6 separate regions of the Mus musculus genome follow, and regions 1, 2, 3, 4 and 5 are each linked to region 6. The links are chromatin contacts, called in public Hi-C and HiChIP or PLAC-seq maps. All regions are on one chromosome and are shown on one strand. Each heading gives the region's core, a stretch centred on a gene start, on an enhancer-like site or on the middle of the called end of the contact. The rest is flanking DNA. Distances are from core to core; before and after follow the strand shown. Region 1 has its middle 68 kb from the start of 1700020D12Rik. Region 2 overlaps Gm46326 (a long non-coding RNA gene). Region 3 has its middle 19 kb from the start of 1700020D12Rik. Region 4 has its middle 100 kb from the start of 4933409F18Rik. Region 5 has its middle 6.8 kb from the start of Gm46326. Region 6 holds the start of Sox11 (SRY (sex determining region Y)-box 11).

What was found. A called contact is a pair of places that touch in the nucleus more often than the background predicts. HiChIP or PLAC-seq counts read pairs in DNA pulled down with a chosen protein or histone mark.
Region 1: a Hi-C map of cortical neurons shows a contact between it and region 6, with 2.3 times the contacts expected there. The contact joins the enhancer-like site here to the promoter of Sox11 in region 6. A contact is called at or near these places in 4 of 39 promoter capture datasets (the C10 cell line, hippocampal neurons and liver), 2 of 484 Hi-C or Micro-C datasets (cortical neurons and myocytes) and 11 of 115 datasets of contacts at active chromatin or transcription factors (astrocytes, craniofacial prominence, embryonic basal ganglia and 8 more).
Region 2: a contact with region 6 is called in a Hi-C map of the N1E-115 cell line, with 8 times the contacts expected there. The contact joins the enhancer-like site here to the promoter of Sox11 in region 6. A contact is called at or near these places in 2 of 39 promoter capture datasets (hippocampal neurons and second pharyngeal arch cranial neural crest), 7 of 484 Hi-C or Micro-C datasets (the N1E-115 cell line, cerebellar granule neurons, cerebellum and 3 more) and 13 of 115 datasets of contacts at active chromatin or transcription factors (astrocytes, cardiomyocytes, craniofacial prominence and 10 more).
Region 3: a contact with region 6 is called in an H3K4me3 HiChIP or PLAC-seq map of neural tube, with 10 times the contacts expected there. The contact joins the enhancer-like site here to the promoter of Sox11 in region 6. A contact is called at or near these places in 6 of 39 promoter capture datasets (cranial neural crest, frontonasal cranial neural crest, hippocampal neurons and 3 more), 6 of 484 Hi-C or Micro-C datasets (cerebellum, cerebral cortex, cortical neurons and 3 more) and 13 of 115 datasets of contacts at active chromatin or transcription factors (astrocytes, craniofacial prominence, differentiating embryonic stem cells and 9 more).
Region 4: a contact with region 6 is called in a Hi-C map of cerebellum, with 3 times the contacts expected there. The contact joins the enhancer-like site here to the promoter of Sox11 in region 6. A contact is called at or near these places in 9 of 39 promoter capture datasets (the 3T3-L1 cell line, cranial neural crest, embryonic stem cells and 6 more), 16 of 484 Hi-C or Micro-C datasets (the N1E-115 cell line, cerebellar granule neurons, cerebellum and 11 more) and 19 of 115 datasets of contacts at active chromatin or transcription factors (astrocytes, cardiomyocytes, craniofacial prominence and 14 more).
Region 5: a Hi-C map of the N1E-115 cell line shows a contact between it and region 6, with 10 times the contacts expected there. The contact joins the enhancer-like site here to the promoter of Sox11 in region 6. A contact is called at or near these places in 4 of 39 promoter capture datasets (the 3T3-L1 cell line, hippocampal neurons, maxillary cranial neural crest and 1 more), 1 of 484 Hi-C or Micro-C datasets (the N1E-115 cell line) and 7 of 115 datasets of contacts at active chromatin or transcription factors (craniofacial prominence, embryonic forebrain, embryonic hindbrain and 4 more).

What each region holds. Positions count from the first base shown.
Region 1 is chr12:26,679,126-26,681,825 of GRCm38.p6, forward strand. No RefSeq gene overlaps it. Among named protein-coding and RNA genes, the nearest start is that of 1700020D12Rik, 68 kb to the left of the region's middle. Within about 2 kb of position 1,321, at least 17 of the 459 cell types and tissues checked have an H3K27ac peak or open chromatin away from gene starts, as enhancers often do. A contact at or near this core is called in cortical neurons, where this site is marked.
Region 2 is chr12:28,054,819-28,057,585 of GRCm38.p6, forward strand. It overlaps Gm46326 (a long non-coding RNA gene), which reads left to right. Exons shown (of 3, transcript XR_003950132.1): 3 at 1-1,222. Among named protein-coding and RNA genes, the nearest start is that of Gm46326, 11 kb to the left of the region's middle. Within about 2 kb of position 1,498, at least 2 of the 459 cell types and tissues checked have an H3K27ac peak or open chromatin away from gene starts, as enhancers often do. A contact at or near this core is called in the N1E-115 cell line, where this site is marked.
Region 3 is chr12:26,630,755-26,633,553 of GRCm38.p6, forward strand. No RefSeq gene overlaps it. Among named protein-coding and RNA genes, the nearest start is that of 1700020D12Rik, 19 kb to the left of the region's middle. Within about 2 kb of position 1,272, at least 51 of the 459 cell types and tissues checked have an H3K27ac peak or open chromatin away from gene starts, as enhancers often do. A contact at or near this core is called in cerebellum, cortical neurons, craniofacial prominence and 4 more, where this site is marked.
Region 4 is chr12:26,733,173-26,735,872 of GRCm38.p6, forward strand. No RefSeq gene overlaps it. Among named protein-coding and RNA genes, the nearest start is that of 4933409F18Rik, 100 kb to the right of the region's middle. Within about 2 kb of position 1,264, at least 8 of the 459 cell types and tissues checked have an H3K27ac peak or open chromatin away from gene starts, as enhancers often do. A contact at or near this core is called in cerebellum and stem cell-derived motor neurons, where this site is marked.
Region 5 is chr12:28,037,137-28,039,841 of GRCm38.p6, forward strand. No RefSeq gene overlaps it. Among named protein-coding and RNA genes, the nearest start is that of Gm46326, 6.8 kb to the right of the region's middle. Within about 2 kb of position 1,260, at least 8 of the 459 cell types and tissues checked have an H3K27ac peak or open chromatin away from gene starts, as enhancers often do. A contact at or near this core is called in the N1E-115 cell line, where this site is marked.
Region 6 is chr12:27,341,271-27,343,970 of GRCm38.p6, forward strand. It overlaps Sox11 (SRY (sex determining region Y)-box 11), which reads right to left and starts at 1,448. Exons shown (of 1, transcript NM_009234.6): 1 at 1-1,448. The coding sequence starts at 1,138.

The sequences.
Region 1 (2,700 bases), core at 71-2,570, 660 kb before region 6:
ACTGAAGGAATGACCATCTAGAGACTGCCCCACCTGGTGATCTATCCCATAATGCCATCTTGATCTCCAGCTAGAACTACATAAGTAGAGGAAGGCATTGTGTAAAACATGTGAACTGGGGTATTGCTAAGTATGTGTTTATGTAAGGACATGATGCCTGTTCATTCTACCAAGGAAAGGGAATCCTAGAACTGTCTCATGCATTGTCACATGGCATTTTTTTCAAGCCCTCCATGATAAATGACAAGTTGAATACAGACAAGCAATTCTAAATTCCAGAGAAGTAAGAAATAAATTATATCCAAACACTTCATTGTTGGGTGGACCTTATGTTTATATATAATTCCTATATAATATGTAGTAGTATGTTAAAACTTATTAACACAAAATTTCAAATTAGTTGAGTATACTGTATTTTTATCAGCTATACCTAAGAACTAGAAGTGGCTCAAAAACCAGAGAAAAAAGTTTTAGTTTCTCCACAAAACAAAATGTGTCCTTTAGGCAGTCTGGCCTCTTTCTCTTCGTTGTTGATTAATATAACAGGCATTTCATGAAGGTTTTAGAAACATTAACTAACTGGTCCTTGTTTATTTTTATGTTTATTTTATTATGTGTTTTTATTATTTATTTATCTTTTCGTGGATGAGAAACTGTAGGTGGAGAGATCCACTTTAGTGATATCGGTCCTGAAGAGCAGTGTCAGGACAGACATTTGTACCCTTTGATTCTTCATCCGTATTTGCTGACTGACATCAAAATGATTAATTGGATTATAAATAACCTAACCCATCTTGGTCAAAATCACAGGTCCAGAGCAGTAATTATATTTCTTGGCAATAGCCACTCTGCTTTGAATTGAAAAATGGCTGTAGAGGATTCCATCCAACTGTGTCTAGGAAGCAGCCCTGCTGCCATTGTCCCTGTGTTGGAGGCCATGCATTAAGATGCAGAGCATGATGAAGCTGTTCGTAGGGGGTGGTTCTCCACCATTTCCAGAAAACCCTATGCTTGATGAGTTTCCATTTCCAATACAAATGGTAGGAAAATGTGGTGTCGAGTAACTGCTTGGCTGTTAAGAATGATTGTCATACACGATTGGCTCTCTAGCAGTGGTAGGGTGAAAAGTAATTTCCTGACACGTCCTTTCACACATCTGAAGAGTAACCGAGCAGGGTCTTGCATCTGACTACACTTGCGGGGCTGGCATTCACAGCAACATAGATTTTTCCATTTAAAATTCAGTCCTTCTGGGAGACGCTGGGAGATGTGCTTGGAGCAGACAGAATCGACCAGCTTTTTTTTTGAGAAGGCAATCAGAGCTATTCCTTGCCTACTGAAATCAGTGTGTACACGCTGCTCAGGGAATCTGTTCTTTTTGTTACAGAGCAGATGTCTGTGAGGGGCTTGGCAGGCCCCACTCTGTCAAACAGTCCAGTTTTGACAGTTACTTGCTTGAGGGATGGCTGAAATGCAAAGTGTTTCTGATCAGAATATCATATTCATCTGGATGTTAATTACTGTGTCTGCCTTGATATAAATAATTAATTATGCAAAACCCACCCAGCTGCTGCTGGACAGAGTTAAGTGACTTGCTGTCAAAGTCTCATAGTACTCAAAAGGAAAGTTGGTGTAGCCAAGCCCCCGGGAGAGGGGTTGCTTATCATAGTGCCCCTGGGGTCAGAAAGAGAGAACCTTATCACTGAGTGTGGTGTATGTTTATGGGTGGGTGAGGGTTCAAATAAAGAAGTGTTTCTTTGGCTCAGGGTGTTACTCAGCCACTAAAGTGCTTGTCTAGTAAATACGAACACTGGTATTCGAGTCTCTAGAATCTACATGCAAGTCCAGGGGCATTGGCAGTCAATAGAAATCCCAGCATTGACAGACAGGAGGCAGAGACAGGTGAATTCCTGGAAGCTGATGGCCACGCAGTCAGTACTCCGACAAAAGTTCCAGGCTAAAGGAAGAACCTGTCCCCAACAACAACAAAATGTTAATGTGCCTGATGACTGACACCTGAGCTTTCCCTCTGACCACACATGAGCTGTACGTGTATGCAGGCACATAAACACATGCTCCACTGATTTTCTATATTTTTCATTAGAAGTATCTCCGGGTTTATACAAATGGATCTGCAAAGAAATGCCTTTCTCAAGTGCTATGGTAGTGCTCTGGGACTTTAGATATCACCTTGAGGGTCATTACAGGACCAAGTCTGCAGCCTCTCATGTTTAGTCAAACCCATGGGTCTCCATGGTCCTCACTGTCACACTGAGGAACAGGACAGCCCCAGTTTTACAGCCTCTCACCCTCCATCACACCTATGCGTCTCCGTAGCCCACAGTGTTGAATGGATAATCATCTTTCTTTGGTTCTCACGTCAGCTCTGAGATCTCCAGTTGGCTTCCTCCCTTCTGTGGATTTATAGGAGATCATTACTTGGGTCAGGAATGCCTGTGAGGATGTCTGGTCTTCTGAGATATGATAATGCATCCATTTAAAACATTTTATCTCTAATTGATCCAGGCACGAGTGACTCATGTTTAAATATAGCTCAGTGTTTGATTGATATATAATAAGTGCTAATTCCAAGTAATACTTTTTTTTTTTGGCCAAATACCATCACATACAGCAAAAGTCATTGGAAAGGGAGGGTAAATCACCTAAAAAAAAGAGTCTTTATTAGATTTGTCAGATGGT
Region 2 (2,767 bases), core at 248-2,747, 710 kb after region 6:
TACCCATCAACCTGGAGTCCCTCCTTCCCGCCATCTTCAAAGTCAAAGAAGCCTCCATTATCTTTCTTTTCTGGCCTTAGAGTCTGACTTCCAGTGCATCTGAATCTTATCGATGTGCATCTATCCACCAAGCAACTGAATCCCAGCACCCAATCTTACACACACCACCACCACCACCACCACCACCACCACCACCACCACTACCACCACTCCTTCCACTTGCTTAGGGATTGAGTTTATTCTTCAGAGAGCAAGAAGATGACAAGAGGTGAGCATGTTTTCTGAACTTCACCTTGTAATTCTCAGCAAGAGGTAGCAAATCAAATGCTTGAGGATTTTTACTCTCCAGGATTCCACTCACAGCTCAGACCAGCAGTCAACCAAAGGAACTTTGGAATGAAAGTGGTCTGATTAACTGGTGCTGGAAACAAACACAGAGGTAAACCAATATTTAGATTTCAGGGCAAAGATCTACAGAGCAGAGATTTTTAAAAATCAGACTGAGTGAAATTTAGAGATTTAAAAAAAAATTTAATGGCTGTCTTCATGCATGAAAAATGAAGTGGCTTGTAACTCAGCAAAGCCATAACTCAGGTGAACACATACTGAAGAGAAGGACTAATCCCCTGGTGTAAAAGGCAGACGTGTTCAGAGGAGCCCAGCTATCAGCACAGTTCATTTTGTCATGGCAATGCTGTGCCGAGCATCACTGAGAGGTGAGCCTGGGCACAGGTGTGTGTACAGACAGGTATGCGCACAGATGGAGTGAAGGTGGCCCGGGTGATCTTACCCTCACAGCCTGTCCTCAACACCACCACTCAGCAGGGAGGGGACCGCAGCTGCTCTGACACTGCAGGGTGAGGTGTCACAGGGAGCTCTGAGACCATAGCTGTCACTCAAGGACTCATTAGCAATGGAAGGGAGTCAGTGAAGCCTGCTGTGTTGTCATCATGCTGGAGAGGGTTGGCTGCAGCCCAAATTAGCTTGCTTAGGGAGTGTGAATCAAAATGACATGTAATCTGACTGTTAATGAAAATTTCCTCTTGCTTCAGGCTTCAGATTCCATCCAGAGAGCTGTCATTTGGAAGACATGATTCATGATTCTCTCTCTCCTCTCTCTCTCTCTCCTTTCCTCCCTTCCTCCCTCCCTTCCACCTCTCATTTTACTTGCATTTCAAGTTGATATCAAATGTAAAAATAAATTTTAACCAGCAGTGCTTGAGCAACTGATGTGCAATGAATTTTATGGCTGAGTCAGTGGATCAGAGATGACAGGCCCCTGACAGAGAAGATTTAGAACAGGAATGGAGTTGCTGCTGCTCTGGGTCTGTCTGTGAAGAAGGAAAAGCTCCCATCCCAAATGGAACTACTTTTTTAGAAGATTAAAATACATTGCATGAAATTCTCCCCCCCCCAAAAAAAAGAAAGAAAGAAAAGAAAAAACCCTCAAAATCAAAATCAAATAAAACACAAATGAATGGTGAGTGGAAGTGCAGTCCCTGCTGGTAGTGAGATGGCATTTGTTTCTGATCCTGTTATGAAGCAAGGAGAGGACCATGCGATCTGATGAGGTGCCCACTGTGTGTGGCTACTGCTGACTTCTTACCACAAAGTACTCTGCCAAACTGCTTGGTATCAAGTGTGGTTATCTTTTTATTATTAAAATAGATTAAGAATTTCGATTTAAAAAAAAAAAACAGGCCAAAGTCTACAGATGTAGGAAGAAAGAAACTGTATGGCGGCCTGTCAACACCCTCTAATTGCTTAAAGTCATCAGGCTATATGTAAGAGAGAGAGTATTTTCAGGAAATTAAAAATAGAACAAAAAATTTTTTTAAATAATAAAAATTTAAAAAGTAGAACAAAAATGTCTCTTTGATAGAGAATAGGGCCTGGGTTTTGCTGGAAGTTCCCACTACAGTGCTTGCAGTATGTGTGAAAGGAGGTGTGCTGGAACCCTGTCCCTGCTCCACTTCCTTTAGAAACCTCAAAGTCTTCATGCCATAACTCAGGCAAACACATTTCTTGAAGATCTGAAGATATAAAAAGATATTGTTATTATTCTGCTCAACATTTAGCAACACAACTAATAATATTATTTACTATCATATTATTATATGGCATGTATGTATTATTATTCTACCCAATATTTTGCAACATAAATAAAACTGTTATTAACAGATAGATGATAACCTCTCTAAGAGAAAGTAGACTCAGAGCTCATTTCTGGTTCCATAATTATTGGTCTTCTGGGAAATCTTAGGAAACCAATTACCTGTTCTTCAGCTTAGTGGCTATGTGTCAAATATGCAGCACTGCAGTAATCACTTCTGATTCTTTTTCACATATATTATAAAGGAAGGCCTGTTCTCTGCATATCGACCAGTTTTGTATTAATCATCATCTGGTATTAAAAAAAAAACTTCTCTGACAAGGGGAGAGAGATGAATAACCTATGGGTAGTGAATTGCTACAGAAGGCAGTTGGTTTTTATACCCAGCTATCAGGATAATAATACTCAGTTCTTTCTTAGGGCCTATAACTAGAGAAACACGGGGTTTTGGCCCAGGTAACAATCCCAGCTATGAATTCAGTCATGTGAAGAGGGCTTTAAATTCAATCATAAAGTATCTGGATGCTCCTACAACATTCATGACATTGCTGTACCAGTAGCCATATTTCATCAGAGTAGTCATTACTGTAGTTCCCAGAGTTCACAGCTACATAAGGTCATTGAATTTTTTTCTACCCTAGCAGTTTAAATAGA
Region 3 (2,799 bases), core at 22-2,521, 710 kb before region 6:
TAAGCTTACTGGAGATCTTCAGGGCTCTGAAAGAATCTTTAGATGGCGTCTATGCACTGGAACTCTGTTCCGGAGCTTGCTTCTCGTGAGTGGTTTCTCTATACTTTTCTTCCCTTGTTGCTTTAATTTATTACATGGAATAGGCAATGCCTAGGAAGATCTGACTGCACCCAAGGCCACAAGGGCTGCTTTGGTGTAGTTCAGACTTTGCAGAATCAATTTCACTGCTTCCTTTCTGTCTCTCTCTCTCTTAAATTATCTATCCATCCATCACACTTACGCCTCTGTATAAAAGGAGATTTTTTTTTAATCAAGCGGGTACTTTTCTTGATATGACCAAAGAAGTCACCCATGCTGTATGTTTATTCCCACCCCCACACCAAGCCTACACAGCTCATGGAGCTTTGTGGCCTCCAAAATTGGTTGCTTAATAGCTTAGCAATTTTCATGAATAGCTTCCATGGAAAAACTCTGGAAAAGGTCAAAAAAATTTTCCCCATTAACACTTCAAAAAAAACCAATTAATTGACTCATAGTGCCTGAGGGAAGAGCATCCCTATCCCAATTATAACAAGCTCTGTTTTGAATAGAAATTTAAATTCTTTCTAGGGAAACTTGAAGGTGAGATAGCTTTCTTACAGATTCTAGGTTTCTTTCATGTGGCTAAAAATAGAAGGGGCCCAGGGAAAGTCACATCACATGTGCAATCCAGAGCCTGCTGGTTCAGGACCACTGAAAACTAACCAGGGACTAGAGAAAAAAGGGGGTAGTAAAAAAAAGTAGGATAGTGAGTGTGTGTGTGTGTGTGTGTGTGTGTGTGTGTGTGTGTGTCAGGGGAGCAGACCACCATCTGCTACCCAAGCCACTACCAGTACCTAACATACTCTGCCCTGTTCCCTGGTAAACCGATAACCATGACATATGGATTTTAGGCCTCCTGACAAACATTGCGACCAGAAGCGGAGGAGCCTCCTGCATGAATTGTACACTCTCCTATGAGCAAGAGTGACAGAGCCGCTCATTTGTGGCTTTGTCTGCTTTTGTGCACCCAGTAAATAGAATCTCACTCAGGACACTAGCAGTGACCAATCCGTCTAATAAGGATCCTTACTAAGACTGGGTAGGGGAGCCTAGCATTTTGTTTTTCCTCTCATTTTTATGTAGGAAATCATAGGAAAACCATGAGGCAGGCAGCCCCCCTTCCATGCTGTGCTTTTGTGTTCAAAGATTGGTTGAGGCTGCCTTGCCAGTGAGATGAACACACTGTGTGGGGGTGGAGCTGGATGCTGCCTCTTAACCCCATGCATGCTGGAGGATTTTGTTACAGGGCAGACCTGGCTTTGCCAGTCTGAGAATAGGATTAATAAAATTTCTGTTACCCAAAGCAATATTGGGTTGTTCCCACATTGATCCTTAAAACTCTAATGGAAACAGCAACAAAATAATTGGGGATAAAATATAGATTTCTAGCCCCATTCAAAACTGTTAATTGTGGTGGTTAATAGAGTTATCAATTCGTTTTAGTGGTGTGTGCTGACCTCTCTTTGCTAAAGGTAGACATGGTTGCCTTGGGCTCCCAACAAACTGCCATAGAATGTAACTTTGATTTTCCCCAATTAACCCACAGGTAAACACTCTGGATACCTATTTCCAATCTCCCCTTTCTGTGAATGTTTGCATGTACTATGTCACATCTGTGCAATCTGTGTTCTTGCTTCCCTACATAATGATGTTGGGAGTTCTGTGGTAGAGGGTGACATACCAGTGCCCTATTGTGATAGCCAGCTGTTTCTCTAGGCTTGGGCATTTATGCATCTGTAAAGGGTTTGTCTTGTAAGTGAAAGAGCCTTTTGGCTAACTTTTGTGTCTACAAGTAATTATTCCCCTAGGTCTGGTGGCCAGAAGCTTCCCAGGTGCTGAAAATCCTAGAGGTTCATGATACATATGCCAAATAATTATGGGAAATCACAATGGGCTTTGAATGGAGGATAATGTAGGCAGTCCTTGCCTGGATCAAACCAAACCTCAGGTGACAGCTGCACATTCAAGAATATGGCCTTTTCGGGCTGGAGAGATGGCTCAGTGGTTAAGAGCACCGACTGTTCTTCAGAAGGTCCTGAGTTCAAATCCCAGCAACCACATGGTGGCTCACAACCATCCTGAGTGAGATCTGACTTCCTCTTCTGGAGTGTCTGAAGACAGCTACGATGTACTTACATAAAATAAATAAATAAATCTTTAAGAATATGGCCTTTGTTGTCTGTGCAACAGACTCAGGGTACATGAAATACCTTCTGTTAATCCCCCAAAGCATTGCTGTTTGACTGGCTATCATTTTCAGGCAAGTGTTCTGCTAGCAGTCTGAGTATGCTGAGTAATATTGCATGTTCAAGTAGTACAAGTACTTTCAAAAGTTTTGTGCCCTTTAAGATGAGTAGTAAACATGTTTTCTTTATTCTCCAAAAGGATGCAGTGGCTTAGTTGTCCCTCCTCATCTCCAAGATAGTCTAAGACTTGAGTGAATGCCTGGGAATATAGATCCCACTGCAGTACATATTGCATGATGCTTTCCCAAGGGCAGCAATGGATCGATGACAACTGACAATAAGGACAATTACAGGAACATGCAATAATGAAAGATATATTAACATTTTCTTTCTTAAAATATCTATCGTATGGAGTGTGATACCCACCCATATTGGGGCTTAGAGAACAGCTCTGGAGAGGTTCCAGGTTCCTGTGTCCCAGATCAAACAATTGGATAGAGACATATGTTAGCAAGAAAGTGAGTTTATTAAA
Region 4 (2,700 bases), core at 14-2,513, 610 kb before region 6:
TCAGAAGATTAAATTTTAGGTCATTTTCTTTTGCTTCAGGTGTGTTAGGATATCCAGGGCTTGCTGTATTAGAATGGGTTCTAGTGCTCCAATATTGCCGTGGCTTTTATTGATTGTGTCCTTATACTGGCCTTTAGCTCTGTGGCTGTCCTTGGTGTTGGCAGGCCTGGTGGTCCCTGGCTGCAAGAGGTATCTGGGGATGCAGGCAGACCTTATAGTCCCTGATGGCAGGATTGCATGTAGAACTGACTGTCTTGGCTGGCAGCAGGCTTCCAGGGCTGCAGGCAGAACTAGTAGTCCCTAATGGCCTCAGGCTTCTTGTTGTCCCAGGTGGCAGCAGGCCTTCAGGGCTACCAGACAAGCTGTGGCCTAGGGAATGAGTTGCAGAAGGGTCAGGGCAGAGCTCTGTAAATGTTTGTTTGTAGATACTCTTTATATATTCTTGATACAAGTTTTTAATGTGTAGAACAGATACATAGTTTTCAGTCATTCAAATAGCATGTTGTTGACAAAACAACTCATAGCATGTAGCTAAGCATATAAAATACTTCATTTAGGAAACTAACATTTCTGGGACAAATTAACTATATGCCTAAAGTATAGGTCTCTTTATATTCTTAGCTACTTTTTTTTTAATCAGGCTCAAGGCCATCTGTTAGTGGAGGACCAGATCACTATTTAGATAATCAGACCAGAATCATTGAGTGCTCTGGCAAGCATCCTGCCTGTAGCAGCAGTCAGAACACCTGAACAAAGGTTATAAGAGGATTGAATGGGTTGCACTGAACCACAAGGGGGAGGTGTCTGACTTTAACTGAGACAGATGAAATTTACTCTGCTGACCCCCGAGTGAATGAGAAATTAAAGGCACAGCACACCCACCTGACTACTGGTCCTGGTGAACATTTAATTTTTTTTCCTTCACCAGAGTCTGAGGCACTAATTCAATGAAATAATTTAACATACCAAGATGATTGAAAGACAGGTTTTGAAATGTAAGCCATGTCATCTGCTGCCTTTATCTTGACACCTGCCAATCCAAAGGACACCCAAGGTGGACAGGACAGAGCATGCTAGTGGAAATATCCACTTAATGCCTTTTAAACTGTTGTTTAATTTTTCTCCTGACACCTGGAGAAATGCAAAGAACATGTCTTATGGAGTCTAAAGTGCAGAATTATTAATCAGTGCTTGCACCCAGCAGACACTGGGCTCCTCTGGTGGTTCGAGGTCTCAGAATTGCAGCAATGAAAAATGGTGCTGATGGGGGAGGGCATGTGACTCTTGTCTGTTTGAGTTTATCACAGCCTTCTGTTTACTCTTCATTACCTCAGAGCAAAGGCAAAATTGCTTTGAAGGGTGAGGCAGTTGTTCCATCGTCCGCTGTTCTCTTAATTGCCAATCCCATTAATCAGAATCGGGGATCAGGCTTGGCTACGTGCTCACTGGGGATAGAGCAGGTTTGGGTCCACAGAGTTTAGTGTGCTAATGACAACTGCCTCTTGTCATATGTTAGTCAAGAGTGACTCCCCCTAATCTGTAAACCATGTGACAACCTGAGCATATGGTGGCAGCTGAGAAGACAGAATGCTGTGTCCCACGGACAGGGGCTAGGGACTTGGGCTGGAGTTTCACAGGAACAGAGGGCAAGAACACAGGAGGGTAGGAGCCTGAGAGAGCTGATCAAGGCAGGCTCTCACATTCTGGTCACAAATAACAAGGTACACATGTCCCTTCAGAGACGCTCTTGAATCAAGTGGCCACACAAGCCCTGTGTCCTTTTTGTCTCATGTTACATACTGTTAAGAGTCCCACACCAGGTTTTGAAGAAAGGTGTATAATAAATAATTAAAGGTTAAAATGGCTTTCTGATTCGGCCAATGCTCTCCTGGGGGGGTGAAGGGGGGCTGTGATGTAAGCCAATGATCAGTTCCAGAATGTTCTTGGCTGGGACTGCAATATAACTTCCTTTTCCTAACTACCTAAAGCTTTGGAGCTTGGGTATCGTCACTGTGGATAAGTCTCTCTGGGAGACTCCATGGTTTGGGGAGGATCATTTATTATACTAAGGCAGAAAGCAAATAGAGGACAGGGCATAGGCCTTTTGGTATTCCATGCTTCCCTCGATATTTTTGACACCCCACTTCTGAAGCAAAGACCTGCTTCATGCTACCTTTTAAGATAAAACCACAGCAAGTAACTGTGTGCTGGTAAGTGTGGGGTTGGAGAGCCCTGAATCCCATGGGTTCCTATAGATGCAGGGAAGTGTTTAAGTGGTACAGACACTGTGGAGGCCCTGACAGGGTGCTGATGCTTTGTTTGTGTTGGATGACCTGGAGAGCTGGCTGCTGGTCTTTGAGTAATCGCTCCTGTCAACTTGTTAAACAGGAAAAAACAAATGCACTAGAGAAGAACCATGACCCTTTCAGGTAAGGCCTCTATGGGGGCCACATTCCCCTGGTGGCCTTGGGGTAAAGAGGTGATAAGGATTGCCCTCACCTGGGGCATGAGAAACCCTTTCTTAGGCAGAACAGGGATAGAGGGATTGAACTAATGACCCAAGAGCCTAGTACAAGCCTTGCTTTAGTCTCCAAGTACTCATATTTCTGTCCACCCATGTTTCTACCCCCACAAAACAATTTCTTCCCCATGTGACTAGTGCAGTCCTTTGAGCCATAAAAGTCTCCAAAGGTTGGAGGT
Region 5 (2,705 bases), core at 10-2,509, 700 kb after region 6:
GGGATTTCAGTCCAGCATTGGCTTTCAGCCATGAGAGCAGTTGCTAGTGCCATTTCATCTCTTAAAAAGATAAAAAGTTAAAGCAAGGGACGAAGGAATAGCTCAGCACTTAAGAATAATCGATGGCCTTCCAGGGGACCCAGGTTCCATTAACAGCACTCACACGGTGGTCCACAACCATCCTTAACTCCAGTGCCGGGGGATCTGACATCCTTTTCTGATCTCTAGGATCATTTATTTTGTATAATTTTCCAAATTCTTATTATTACTTTGTAATTTCAATTTTTGTTGATGTCATGTCATTGAGCTCAAGAAAAAGTTGTAAAATGTGATCAGTAAGGAAATGGTACTGATTCTTCAGACTCTTTCCCCCTTTATTTGCTGTGGACATGGGGTTGTCTGAAGGCAGCAGCCATTTGAGTGATGTCCATATCTACGGTGCACATTTAAGAGAGAATACTAGAGCTATAGTTTCTACTGCACTGGGAGTGGAGTAGAAGCTCTAATTTAAATTCTCTTTGGAATACATGATCACTCATATAATGTTGTATTCACAAAAGCTATATTTGAAGATTTGGTATTGTTCATAAATAGATGAAAGGAGAACTCTGAAATGTGTCAGTTCCTCTCAGTGTCTGCTCTGTGTGACACACCCTTGTGTACACAAATTAAATGCATGCTCATGTGATGTTGCACTTGGATAGGAGCATCCTCAAGCAATTTCCACCAGTTGTTAACAAATATTTCCATAGACACATCAGTCACTCTTAACAGCATCTTAGTGTACTGTAACTACTTAATTGATCTAAACTTTTCTTTCTGTTGTATAGTTGGAGAAGCCAAACAAGGATAAAGCTCTGCTCTGAGATTTCTACACTTTGAAACAGGCATGTCTAAAATATTCAACACTGAGGCAAAGTGTAAATGACTGTGTCATGTGTAAATATTAGAGCTAAGCCATCAGAGTTATAGGTCAGTGGCAGAAAGCCCGAGTAAGGCACCTAAGCAGTCCCCAGCATGAAAACGAAAGAGGATAGTAACCCAAACTTCTCCTTTTTCAAGAGTAGTTGAGTGCTTCTTCACATATCTTCTTTAAAGAAATCGTTTACATACAGGCATGAGTTCATGTTTGAGACACCTAAGTGCGTAGTAGATGTTAAACCAGAGTTACAAGGAACAAAACAGCAAGTTGGAAAATTACCATGACCTCAGCAAAGCTCTGAGACATTGCAAACATTAATTGTGTAATAAATGTGGATTGCTGCCATTCCTCAGTTAATGTCACGTAATATTTAAAACTATGCCTAAAGTGTCCTTCAGGAACGTTTAACTGTGCTGTATCATTTTTATGCATGTTTTAATGGAGACCTCCAGTTGGCAATTTGACACAGCTCAACCCCAAACAGGACTATTGGGCTCAGCTTCCTTATATCCTTATATACCATTAGAGGGCTCTGTGCCCTCACCCCATGGTCCCTTCAGCAGTCAATGACAAGGAAGTCAGATTTGTGTCCTCTGCAGCCCTAGTCAATAAACCAATTCTCTTATCCTCATCTCTGATCTTACATTTTGCAAGCTGAACAGAGATAAGCCTGGGCAATGTCAGACAAGCCAAGGAGCACTGGACAAACTCATGGCTTGGCCGTGTTTACAGCGAGGTTTACCCTTGATATAAGAGAATAAGCACAGAGAAAATATTATGCCAATCCTGTTTACTTGATGAAAGATTAAGGGAGAGAGAAAGAGAGAGAGGCAGAGAGAGGCAGATAGGGAGGGAAGGAGGGAGGGAGAGAGGGAGGGAGGGAGGGAAGGAGGGAGGGGAGATGGAGGGAGAGGAGAAAGGGAGAGATCTGACTTTGTTTCTTACTCTGTTCCTACTCATCATATCACACACACACAAGCATATACACAAACACAGTCTCTCAAATTCTCATGCACGCGCATGCACACACACACACATGCACAGGCACATGCACACACATATACTCATACACACACACATGTTCACACCAGCCACCATTAGTCAATGAATTCTACTGCTCAGGCCAAGTTCAAATTAGGTGATTATATTTCCTTGCTCACGTCTATTTTCTCCAGTCCACAGAACTGAAAATTGCCATGTGCTGTAGCTGTTGGCCTGCCATTGTGTTAGAAAATAGAAATAACCCATTTAATGTCACTTGAATATGGGTCAGTGCTGGAGGAGATGCATTTCAGTGTAACTTTCTATCACAGGGACTGGTACTGTGTGTGTCAACTCTGTTGAAAGAGTCTTAGTGATACCGTGTGTGTGATGCTTTGATTTGCTTCTTTGTGAGAGTCTTACCAAAGTTGGATACCACTCACTACTCACTACATGGCTCAGCCACATTCATAGGTCTCCCTTTCCACTTGTTAGACTCATCTGACTCGCAATTCCACTTACAAAGGTGATTAACACAACTGTAACAAGAAACTTGCTGCCAGTTCTTCTCCCTTTCCTGTGAGTCCTCAGCAGTCTTGTTTCTATCTATCACAAACAAAGAAACAATCTCCAAAGAGATGAGAAACAGTTTTTTAAAGACTGAAGACCCTGATTTCTAAATGATTGTCATGAACAAGGTCAGCCTACATTGACCTACTGAGTTTCCAGGAATCTACCTAGCCTCAAAAACAAGCTAAAACCTTCCTGTTGCCCAAGTATACCAGTAGCCTGTGTGGACTCC
Region 6 (2,700 bases), core at 198-2,697:
CGATCATCTCGCTCAGCTCCGGCGTGCAGTAGTCGGGGAACTCGAAGTGGGAACCCAGGCTGCCCTCGCTGAAGGAATCCAGGTCCTTATCCACCAGCGACAGGGACAGGTTCCCCGCCGCTCCCGCGCCCAGTGGCTGCTCGCAGGCGCTGTGCGCGCCCTGGGAGAAATTCAAGCTCAGGTCGAACATGAGGTCGTCTGCATCCTCGGCGCCGCTGCCGCTGCTGCTGCCGCTGGATGAGGAGGTGGACACGCAGCGGGAGGACGCGGGCGACAGCGCGGGAGGCGCGGGCGGAGGCTGCTGCTTGGTGATGTTCTTGAAGCTGTAGTAGAGCCGGCCGCCCGCGCGCACTTCGTCGTACAGGCTCGCGCCCTCGGGGGACTCGGCGGCACTGCTGAGCGTGGGGCTGGCGGGGACCTTGGCCACGCTGTAGCGCCTCAGCAGCTGAGGGGGTTGCTGCTGCGTCGGCGGCGGCAGCAGGTGCGAGTGCGCGGGCTCGTCGTCGTCGTCGTCAGCGTCCGGCTTGGGCCGTAGCTGCAGCTCGTCATCTTCGTCGTCGTCTTCATCGTCGTCGTCCAGGAAGACGCACTTGGCTGCCTTGCCCGCGGCGCAGTCCCCCGGCTGCGCCGCCTTGCCCGCGCCCGCCTTGCCCGCAGGCGCCTTGAGCTTGGCGCACTTCTTGCCGGGGCCCTTGGCTGCCTTGGCGCCCGCCGCGCTCTTGTCGGGGCTCTGGCCCGCGCTGGGCTTGGCCGCTGGGTCCGTCTTGGGCTTTTTGCGCGGCCGGTACTTGTAGTCGGGATAATCAGCCATGTGCTTGAGGCGCAGGCGCTCCGCCTCCCTGATGAACGGGATCTTCTCGCTGTCCTTCAGCATCTTCCAGCGCTTGCCCAGCCTCTTGGAGATCTCGGCGTTGTGCATGTCGGGCGACTGCTCCATGATCTTCCTGCGCTCGATCTTGGACCACACCATGAAGGCGTTCATGGGCCGTTTGATGTGGCCCGACGCCGTCTTGCACCAGTCCGGGTCGCTCTCGTCCAGGGCCACCGGGCTGCACGCCATGAACTCGCCCTCCTCGGTGTCCAGCGCGTCCCGGGGCAGGTTGCTCTCGGCTTCCGAGCTCTCGGCCTGCTGCACCATGGTCCGCGGCGGGGCTGGGCGCTCGGTCTCCTGCGCGGGCGCCCCTCCCCCTCCCGCCCCTCCACCTTCTCCGGCAAGTTGCAAAGTCCTTGGCCGCGCGCGTCCGCGGCTGCCCCCCTCCCCCCCGGCCCCGTTCCCTGCTGCGTCGGCGGCTGCGGCGGCGACCGGAGAGGAGGCGGCGGCGGCCCGGGACCCGCGCTCTCTCTCTCACTCGCTTGATTTCTCGCTCTCTCACTCCTGGCAGCCGCCGCAAGCGCCGGACCCCAAGCACTCCCAGGCGCGCGCGCTTCTTCTGCAAAAAGTTGAGGGCTCTCTCTCAACTCGTTATCAGGGTGTCATATGGGTGACATCACTACTCCCACCAGCCAATGGCTGGTCCCGACTCCGCCTATCTCCCGTTATTAACCACGGGCCCCACCTCCAGCCCCGCCTCCTGGCCAGTTTGCAAAGATGGGGGGCGGGGGGAGTTGTCTAGAAATATGTTATTTTTTCAAAAGAAATCCGCGAGTGCGCACAGCTGCGCGTGTCCCCCGGGCGGATGCAGGACGGAGCGAGAGACGCCAGCGCGGACTCAAGGGCGCGGGACGATGGACTGAACCCCAGTGCAGATGCACCCACCCGGGCACCGCGAGTGGGTGCCCCTGCTCATCCTGGGCGCGTCGCGCCCTAAACCCGCGCGCGATCGCGCTGCGCCGCTATCCAGCAGAAGGTGGCGCTTCGACACCGCGCGGCACCGTGCACGTGGGCTCATCCTCCGGTTCTTTTTCTCCCTCTTTCTAGAGCCCGGTCGCCGGGCCCTCCCTCCCCCCCTCCCCGCGCACCCGCAGGGTTTTGTCCCGTCTCTCCCCCTCTCGTTTTCCCTCCTGGATCGCGCGCATCTGCCGGTTCGGCTGGAGTAACGGTCTTCGGAGACCGCCGTGTCCGGGCGGCTCCGGAGCGGTTCGGAAAGGAGTTCACGGATTCAGGCCGGATCGGTGAAACAGCCCGGGACTCAGCATCGCCGCCCCTCCCCCACTTTCTACTCCATAGGCCTCCCCAACTCCCCGCGTCCCGCCTCCTCTGTCCATCACCTACGCCCTCCTCCCCTGCAGCTCGGTCCTGAAACCCTAGCTCTGCCTCCCAGCACGCACCTTCTGGGTCATTTGCTATTTTAACCCAACGGTACAAACCAAAGCTAAAATGAAGTGCACTCTCGTTTAAAGCGAAGATATTTCTTATTTGCCTGCTAAGGCTGCCGCTGGAGCGGTGGCTCCTGCCTACTGGTTTTGCCGGGCTCCTTGGAAACTCGCTTCTCTTTGTGTTGTCTCTTACCCACCTATGGCTCTTCTGAGGACAATGAAACGAAGCCTTTCTGCTTTCTGTTTAACGTGGCTGCTCACCCTGTTTTCCTCATACCTACCCACTGTCAGTTCTGGGGGCTGGTTCTTAAGATCTACAGCCCCTCACCCCACCCGGAGTTGCTCACCCGAGAAATCGGCCGCCCGGGACTAGTGGAATTATCTAAACATATTTCCTTTCAGGTTGGTGTACTGCACAGGGTACTACACTTCTCATCTCCCACA